Linked DNA regions of Sus scrofa: region 1 is linked to region 2. The links are chromatin contacts, called in public HiChIP or PLAC-seq maps. All regions are on one chromosome and are shown on one strand. The core of a region is the stretch at or near the end of the contact, and the rest is flanking DNA. Distances in the headings are between cores, read along the strand shown.

What was found. HiChIP or PLAC-seq counts read pairs in DNA pulled down with a chosen protein or histone mark.
Region 1: a contact with region 2 is called in an H3K27ac HiChIP or PLAC-seq map of skeletal muscle. The contact joins two enhancer-like sites. A contact is called at or near these places in 1 of 47 Hi-C or Micro-C datasets (skeletal muscle) and 1 of 2 datasets of contacts at active chromatin or transcription factors (skeletal muscle).

The regions. Positions count from the first base shown.
Region 1 is chr13:146,645,465-146,650,190 of Sscrofa11.1, forward strand. It overlaps BOC (brother of CDO), which reads right to left. Exons shown (of 21, transcript XR_002337900.1): 5 at 1,534-1,680. Among named protein-coding and RNA genes, the nearest start is that of BOC, 55 kb to the right of the region's middle. Within about 2 kb of position 2,972, at least 11 of the 83 cell types and tissues checked have an H3K27ac peak or open chromatin away from gene starts, as enhancers often do. A contact at or near this core is called in skeletal muscle, where this site is marked.
Region 2 is chr13:146,299,470-146,304,188 of Sscrofa11.1, forward strand. It overlaps SIDT1 (SID1 transmembrane family member 1), which reads right to left. Exons shown (of 26, transcript XM_005670213.3): 25 at 4,611-4,719; 26 at 906-2,756. The coding sequence ends at 2,694. All of the region lies in intron 1 of LOC110256422 (a long non-coding RNA gene), which reads left to right. Among named protein-coding and RNA genes, the nearest start is that of USF3, 72 kb to the left of the region's middle. Within about 2 kb of position 2,007, at least 5 of the 83 cell types and tissues checked have an H3K27ac peak or open chromatin away from gene starts, as enhancers often do. A contact at or near this core is called in skeletal muscle, where this site is marked.

The DNA.
Region 1 (4,726 bases), core at 1,722-4,221, 350 kb after region 2:
TAGCCCCTAGGATGGTGTTCAGCTTGCTGGACAATGGACAGGCTGTCCACTCTAAGCCTTCTGGTGGCCTGCCCTTGGCAGTCTGGATGTTCCCGCAATCTGGACTCACAGAGCCTGGCGCCTGCCTACCTGTCCCTGGGCCATCCCAGGCATGAGCTATTTAGGCAAATGCCAGATGGAACAGCAAACGCCCTTGACTCTTGTGGGATAGGCAGGCCAGCTTGAGGGGCTACCACCAGGCTTCTGCTAGGGACAGGAGACATTCATACTCCTCTCAGTCTCCAGTTATTTCTCAGTGGCAGGATTAGGCTTTTTACCCTTTTTAAAAAATAACTTTTTTGGGAGTTCCCATTGTGGTGCAGCAGAAACAAATCCAACTAGAATCCATGAGGATGTGGGTTCAATCCCTGGCCTCACTCAGTGGGTCGGGGATCCCACATTGCCATGAGGTGTGGTGTAGGTCTCAGATGCAGCTCAGATCCTGAGTTGCTGTGGCTGTGGCGTAGGTCAGCAGCTGTTCCCCTAGCCTGAGAACTTCCATATGGTGCAGGTACAGACATAAAAAGCAAAATTCTATGGTAGACATATACTCCTTTCATAAACAAAAAGTCAACAAAAATATTTAAAAATCTCTAGGGCATTTTAAAAGGTAGACAGTTTGAGGAGTTCCCGTCGTGGCTCCGCAGAAATGAATCTGACTAGCATCCATGAGGACACAGGTTCAATCCCTGACCTCACTCAGTGGGTTAAGGATCCGTGAGCTGTGGTCTATGTCTCAGATGCCGCTTGGATCCCACGTTGCTGTTGCTGTGGTGCTGTGGCCAGCAGCTACAGCTCCGATTCAACCCCTAGCCTGGGAACCTCCATGTGCCTTGGGTGCGGCCCTAAAAAGACAAAAATAAATAAATAAATGGCAGACAGTTTGAGATGTGGCATCTGGCCACAGGGTCTACTTGGCCTTGAGTTCAGGTCAATTGTGGGAAGAAGCTGATCTGGTCTTGAGCCATAGCTTCCCTCCCCACTGGCACTGTGTGGACCAAAGTTGGTCTCCCTGGACCAGCTGTCATGTCCACTGTGATGGCTGAGATGGGCGCATTGGCAGGAAGACAGGGAGCGGGAGAATCTCAAGTGCCACCATATAGACTGCTCTGCTGTGTGGGGAAGAGCCCCACCTCCCACGGGAACCACACGGCTCCAGGAATCTCTGGTTCATCAGGCAGCCTTCCTGCATGTGCCTGGTGGCAGGGAGCTTGCACAGGGAAAATTTAGAATCCTGTGCTGAGAGCTCGGATCAAATGGCAGCAGCTCAGCAACATCTGCCAAGGCAGGAAGAGAGCCCTCGTGACAGGGCAGGGGACCTCCACAACAGAGGTTGTGGCCAAGCCCTTTAGGATCCTGCAGAGCTAAAGTAGAAGGCAGCTGACAAGCATGTGGAGAGGGCTGTTGGCGTGTTGACGGGAATCTGGGAGGCACTGCAGAGGTGGCCAGCTTCCCTTCCAGCCTGGGCCTCTGGGATCCTGCTTGTTCACTTACCTCTGGAGGCCTCCAGCCACTCCTGTTTGACACTGTATCGGACCTGGGCCTTTGGGTGGCTCTCAGGAAGGTGGCAGGCAATGACTGCAGTGTTCCCTTCATCGACTTCGATCACGTGCTGCACGTCTAACTTGAAGTCCTGGAGATCTGTGGAGAGAAGAGGCCGGTTGGGCCTTGACGAAGGAGAGAGGCAGACAGTGCAGCATTTCAGGGTGGGCTTCAGTCTCTGCCTTTGGTCACAAGCAACAGCTGTAAGAATCTCACACACTGGGGACCCCCTGGGGGGTGCTCCGAGTCTTTCCTCCAATCTTCTGTCATCTAGAGGAGATTACAGGAAGTAATGTGCGGTCTGCATCGCCCCACGTATAACTGGGTGTATATACAATTGGGTGTAAATAAGCTGAGGGTGGGGGTGTAGCGAATTCCATCAAGTGATGCCTGTGACACCCACCCGCCTCTTTTGTTACATTGACAGGGATGGGGGCAGGTTGGCTAGGCCCACTGGCCCCACTGAACCTAGCTGGAAATGGGTCATAGTCAAGGCACAAATGTCCTGGCACAGATCAGCTCATGGAGATTGAAAGGAACAAGGAAAGAATACCTATGTGTTTTCTCCAGTTCAATCAAGAATAGCCTGCCCCAGTTCTTCTCAGACATCCGCTGAAAACTGACAGACCCAAATCTGTTCAATTGCCAACCATGATTCCAACCAGAAGGCTGATTCCTGCTACCCAGGAGCATGTAGTCCTCCCCATGTCCTTTGGGATTGGTTCCAGGTGCTCCAGTGGATACCAAAAATCCGCAGATGCTCAAGTCCCTTATATACATACAATCGTGCTGTGCTGTTACAGTCGGCCCTCCGTATCCATAGGCACATCAGCATATACGGAGAACCGACTATACTCTATGTCACATCATGGCTAATTCTTTCTCAGGGCTGGGGGTGGGGATTTGTGGATGCCCAAAGGGGTTTCTAAGGCAAGTTCCCACTGTGGCTTAATGGCAGTGGAATTCAGGGGAGCTTAGGGTCCAGACACCAGGCTGCAGTCTCTCCTAACTTGGCTCCGTGGCAGGAAGACTGGGATTTAAACTGGAGAGGATGGAGATCCATCTGGAACAAAAGCTGGATGTTTCCCAAACAACCCAACAGTCCGAACAACAAAACTCTCTTTGTTTGAGTCAAATCACTGATGTTGCTGAACAAAATGGGCCATTTGTGTAACAAAACCACATTCCAAATTTGGTTTTCAGGATCGTAGCTGAATTTAATTTCAGAGAGGAAATATAACTAATAGAGAATAAGATAAGAGAGATGAAAATATTTACTCAAGACACTCTCTCCATGAAGGTACTTAGAAAGCCCTGGAGGCACCCTCTCTGAATGCTGACCACACCACATTCTGCTCAGCTCTGGAGAACTGATACCATCACGGTGTGACTGTGATTCACAATTCACAGCAAGACTCCACCTGCCTGCGTGGTTGGTTCCCAGACAAGGCAGCAGGAGTAGAGGGATCAGTTTTCTCACAGAAGACATGAGGTAATTACCAAAAACAAACTACTGTCACCATAGAGCCCTGTCCTGAAGGCGCTCAGGGAGGGCAGGAGGTTTCCCATTGAATGGAACTTTCCAGAAGTTCTCATCCAAGCCAGGGCAGGGAAGCCCTTTTGTTTCTAAAAGGATTGTTGCCCCTCTGTGTTCATCTGTGTATCATCTGAACCCCACCTGGGGCCTGGTCCAAGCAGATGCTCAGTGAATACTGAATGACCAAATAGATGGTGATCTTGGAGCTGCGACTCTCAAGTCAGGTACAAGATGCCCATTTATATAGTTTGTGAACCCAAATTTCATAGTTGAGGTGGGCAACATTATAAGCACCAAGGCCTAGCACAACAAAATTTCTATGGCCCTTTTATCCAAGTGTGGCCAAACTTTAAGTGTGGCTATTTTGAAAGTAGACTGTATCTTGAGAGGTTACTTCTGCAGTCACAGGACAGAGGTAAAATAGGTCTAATACATGTGGAATAAGAAGTACATGGTAATTAAACTATTATATACAGAATGGATGAACATCAAGGTCCTACTTCTAGCACAAGGAATTATATTCAATATCCTGTGATAAACCATAGTGGAAGAGAATATGAAAAAGAATATGTATAAAAATAACTGAATCACAGTGCTATACAGTAGAAATTAACACAGCATTTAAATCAACAACACTTCAATAAAGTAAATTTAAAAAAAATACATGCTGTTCTTGGAGTAGTGTGGCAAAAACGATGATAAAATGCCTGATTTCTATGGCACCATTTCACTTTCTACGCTGAACGCGTAATTCCTGTGGGTCAAGGTGAGATCTCTCATATATTCCTTCCTTTGCGGGGGTGAGGGGGGGTGGGGGAGTTGGTAGGGCCTTCTGGGCTTTTAAAGAATTATTTCATCATGGAGTTCCCGTCATGGCACAGCAGAAACGAATCCCACTAGGAACCATGAGCTTGCTGGTTCGATTGCTGGCCTCATTTAGTGGGTTAAGGATCTGGCGTTGCCATGAGCTGTGGTGTAGGTCGCAGACACGGCTTGGATCCTGTGTTGCTGTGGCTCTGGTGTACGCCATCAGCAACAGCTCCAACTGGACCCCTAACCTGGGAACTTCCATAGGCCGCGGGTGCCGCCCTAAAAAGCAAAAAAAAAAAAAGAGAATTATTTCATCATTATTTCATTCTTTAATTTTGTGTTTGTGATATCTGACCCTAACTACATTGCAAATTCCTAGTGGGCAAACTATTAATTTTGTACTCCACCAAGCCCCACTGCACAGTATTTGGGATACACCAAATGCTCATGAAGTCCTTGCTGAATGAATAGTTTGGAAGACTGTGTCCAAGACCAGGCTCATGGGTGTGCAACTTGTGCAGCTGCACCAGACCTCGTGCCTAAAAGAGGCCAACCCTTGGCTTAATGCTCTGCTGTCACCCACATGAAATTCTGAATAACGTTGGATCAAGGGACCTCACATTTTCATTTTGTATTGGGCCCTACAAAATATGTAGCCCAGTCCTGGCTGAACCTCTCAGCCAAGAAAGTGTGTATGCACTTTCTCTCTGGGAGAAAGAAGATATGGACTCTGGGAAACGGCGGACTGCCTGTGCTCAGAGTGTTCTAGCTGAATATTTCTGTTTTTCAAAAGCAAGG
Region 2 (4,719 bases), core at 757-3,256:
AGTGTTTATCTTTGTTTTTGCCTTTCTCCCAAGTTCTAGACAGACTGTCTCCCAGGAGGAAAAATATTTGGGTATTATTCGTTTCCCTGACACATGCATTTTGCAACCCCACAGAACACTCTGGTGGCTGCTTGGAGCTACAAAAGAAGCAGCTGCCGCTCTCTTTGCCCCAGGAGCTGACTTGGTGATCTCCAGTCATGGAAAGTCCCTTCCCCAGATAGATTCTGGTTTTCCACTGGCTTCTCCTGCTGCTAAAATAAAACTGGGCTAATCCTTCAACCATCCAGCGTTAACAGGTGGGGCTGCCTCTCCGGCATTTGTCAGAGGTGTGAAGGGGCTGTTTTTTTCTTCTGTGCACAGCTTTGCCCCTCTGGCTGCCACATCTCTGCCCTCCAACTGCACTGATCTTTTTACTCTGTGCCTCTGCCAAGAGCCTCTTCACAGAGGGTGGCTTTCTCCAATTACCCTCCCGCTGCACTCAGCTTCCCTTCTCTTGTAAATAAGTGAAGTCCATGAGCACAGGCTAAAATCACTTGTTTTACAAGTAGATGAGAGACCACTGTGAGTAACTCGGGCTGCCCCCTGCCACACCCCTGCCTCCACCCTGCACCTTGAGTTCCTATCAACCCCACAGAAGCAGCTGAACCACTTTCTTGTGTTCTCTAACCACACAGAGGCACTGTGGAAAGAACCAGCACCAAGTACATTTAAAATTGATTTTTATAAGAGCAGGCTTGCTCTGGGTTTTTCATCCTGCTGTGGAGAACTGACCACAATGTGTGAGTTTATAGCACAAGGCAGACATTGTCAGAAAACGGTCAAGAACACAGCAGCACAATCCATCCAGTTCTATAGGGCTCCCTCCCCATTTCCATGGACATATTTGCCAAGCAAGCTACTGAAGAGCCGATGTGTCCTATAGTTTATTCACTTCAGGTCACAGGGCTACCTGAACAGACTTTCTTCCACCTCCCTCAATTTTTTTTTCTCTTCTTTTTTGTATTTGAAATACTTTAATGCATTAAAAATAAAAGAATTAGGTTAAATCAGCCAAGTCAAACAGGTTTGAAATTTTTTTTAGGTGTTAGATTTAATACAGCCATTTAATAGGTGGTCTGCGTATGGCCTAGACAAGCCAACAATTTTTAGGAATAAAGAATAACAGACGACTGCAAATTTGGGGGCATTGTAGGAAAAAAAATCATGTTTCATTGAAAGCGTTTTTGTGTTTTTTAAAAATCAGGGAATGTGTGCTATGCCAAATGTCCAAAATGAGTTTTTGAACATTACGCAAATATTTTAGAGAAAGAACTATATATATTTTAAAAGAATGGCTGATCCATTTCTCTAATGAAGAATGAGGAAGGCGGAAGTGAGGGGTGACTTCAGTTTCACAGGCAAATATATCTCTGTGAGCGCATTTGCCTGTACACTTTCTGATGACATCATATTCCAGGGAACAAGGGAGTTTGGTCGAAGTGAAACTTCCTGTGGGCAGAGCTGCCAGACAGTGTGAGAGTGAAGTGGGACACTGAGGTTTTCAGTGTGGTCCTGGGGAGAGAATGTGAATTGGGTACATTGATGAGACAACCCTAAAGCCACTGTGCTCTTTACAGCCGAAGAGGAGGAGGGAGAGTGACCTGCAGAGAACCTCAAGGGAAGTCTGGAGCCTCTGGTCTGCAAAAGACAGCAGAGGAGGGCTTGGCAGTGGCCCCTGGCTGGAACACTTCTTTCCTCCTCAAGGGTGATGCGGGCATGGAATGGAGCTATTAGAACTGGGGGCAGGAGGAAGCAGTTTTGCCTTTGCTGCATCTGCTCCAAGAGTGCCCCAGTCCTTAGCATGAGCCCGCTTGCTGAAAGCTGATGTCACCAGTGTCCTAGTGTTGCAGGTCATTTGTCTAGCTCCTCCTGCTGCTGGAAGTGGTTTCCCCTTTCCCCTTCCACCTCGAGGCCAGCCCATGGAGTAACAGGGCCTTGCCAAGAAGGTAGAGCCTGAGTCATTGGGTCAGCACACAACAGGGAGATACTGTTACCCCTCAGCAGCAGGAGACACAGCCTGATGACATGGAGTCCTCCTAATACAGTCAGGAACCAGGGGGAAGCATACAGCATTCTTGCGGAGGAGGTGACCAGGTGGCGCTATAAAACATCTGTCCCAGTTAGTAGGGGCCAACCCTCTACCAGACTCATATGAATCATGTCACCCCAGGACCTTGGAGAGACAGGCCAGTGTTTGGGAATGTCTAGAACAGAGGTTGTAGTTACAGAGAGTTTCTGGGCAGGAAATCTGAGCTGTTGGCCTTTCTGGGCAGGGTGGCAGCTGAGGGCAGAGTGCAGCATGGTTCTGCCATGGCTGGCCCATCTCAGGTGAGGGTGGGAAGGGTCCCAAGATAGCTGACTTTGAAGCAGCTTTTATCCATTTCTAACTCAGAGTAGCGACAGAAGGGGATGGTGGGTGTTTTTAGCTCTGCAGGGCTTGCCTCTGTCCACAGCTGTGGCTCCCTTCTGTCTCCCTCCCTGCAGGCTTGGGTCCCCCTGCAGCTCCCTTCCTCCCTGTGGGAATGTGTACAGAGCCAACCAGACAGAGGGTCAGTGGAGCATTTGGCAGTGGTTACTTTGCTGCAGCCCCTGTAATTTTCATGAAACAGCACCAAGATCGATGGCTCCCTCTTCCCCCTCTTCATGCTAGAGGCTTAGAAGACAGGGATCTGGTCTCTCCGAACAACATCCAGGTCATCATCCAGGGTTAACAAAACCTGAAAGGAGAGGGATGGAGAAATGAGAGGAACGCACAGCTGCAGGAAGTCCTTACTTCCTAAGACACACAAGTGCCCTTGTTATCCTGTCTTCTACAGCTTCCTGCAATGCCATGCTCTTAACAGGCGCTTGTCATCATTACATCATTTATTAATTCAAGTATATATATATATATTTTTGGTCTTTTTGCCATTTATTGGGCCACTCCTGTGGCATATGGAGGTTCCCAGGCTAGGGGTCTAATTGGAGCTGTAGCTGCCAGCCTACGCCAGAGCCACAGCAATACCAGATCCGAGCCTCGTCTGCGACCTACACCACAGCTCACGGCAATGCCAGATCCTTAACCCACTGAGCAAGGGCAGGGATCGAACCCGCAACCTCATGGTTCCTAGTCAGATTCGTTAACCACTGCGCCATGACGGGAACTCCTAATTCAAGTATTTATCAAGGGTCTATTATGTGCTATTCTAGATAGTAGAGATATGGCTTGGAACAGGAGACAAAAATCGTTACTCTCATGGGGCTTACATTTGAGAGAGGGCTTTAGACGTGAACCAAATGCACAAGTGAAATAGAGGATGTTAGTAATATGTACTTGGGGTGAAAATTAAACTGTGGAGAGATTATAGGAAGTATGGGATGGGGAAAGGTAGAAAAATTTTTTTTCGATTGGGTAGCCAGGGATGTCAATTCCACTTAGAAGGGCACATGTTGGTCAGGACCTAAACGGAATGAAATCTTGTTGCACAGAGTATGAGTACTCTCATTATCCATTTTCAGTTCCCTCTACTACACCCTCTCTACATGGAACCCTTAGCTCCACTTGTGTTGTCTCTGTCTCTCTAGAGAAGGTAAGCCTCAAAAACAAGCTTTAAGGAACCATGTTTATACAGGTTGATGAAACTTCCCAAACTGGCCACTAGGAGGAAGCCCTGCTCCACTCTCGAGGTTGCATGGCTGAGACCAAAGCCAGCAGTGTGAACCCAGGAGGCCTAGTAGTGTTATTTGTGAGTTAACCTTCTATACAGGTACCATGGACTTTTATTTTGGAAGTGTCGAAATTAAGATGAAGGGTTGCAGGAGTTATCATCCTGGGTTGTTATATAATATGCGTGGTTTCTGAGAAGGTGTTTGGGCAAAAAAAAAAAAAAAAAAAAAAAAAAAAGGAGAGCTTTGGAAGACAGCAGTTAGAAGACAGCAAGAGACCATGCTGCTATCCTGAGCCACTCCAGAAACTTGTAAAAAATTTGTAAGATATGCACTGAGACTGGAAGAGAGGGAGGAATGTAAATATGGCTCAAGAAGGAATAATTGAAATTGTAGTGGGTGCCAAAGTGGTTCCTGGGGGGAATTCTGGGCGCGTGACTTCTGACAACCAGTTAAGCCCATTCAACTGAACTCTGTAGCAAATGAAGGAAAATTATTTTGTAACTCCGTGTCTTAAAGTATTGAAGAGTAAAAGGAAAATGAAAATAAAGGATGCAATGTAAAAAAAAAAAGAAGAAGAAGAAGAAATGATAATCTATACATTGAATGACAAAGAATTGAAGAGAGAAATTAGAAATACAAGAAGGGGGAGTTCCTGTCATGGTGCAGTGGAAACCATGAGGTTGTGGGTTCGATCCCTGGCCTCAGTGGGTTAAGGATCTGGCGTTGCTGTGGTTCTGGTGAAGACTGGCAGCAACAGCTCAGATTAGACCCCCTAGCCTGGGAACCTCCATATACCGTGGGTGGGGCCCTAAAAAAGATAAAAAGATTAAAAAAAAATACAAGAAGGGATGTAAGGAAGAGGGGAAGAGAAAGAGTACAGGGTGTAAAGAGAGCAGAAATTAACAAAGGACTTATAAACTCACCAAAAATGAGAAAAACAGGGCAGTGGCAGAGAGGAAGTGCCAGATGTCATGGTCATCGAAGAAATCCAGCAGAATACACTCTCGGTTCTTCTCCCGGGATTCTGCTGGT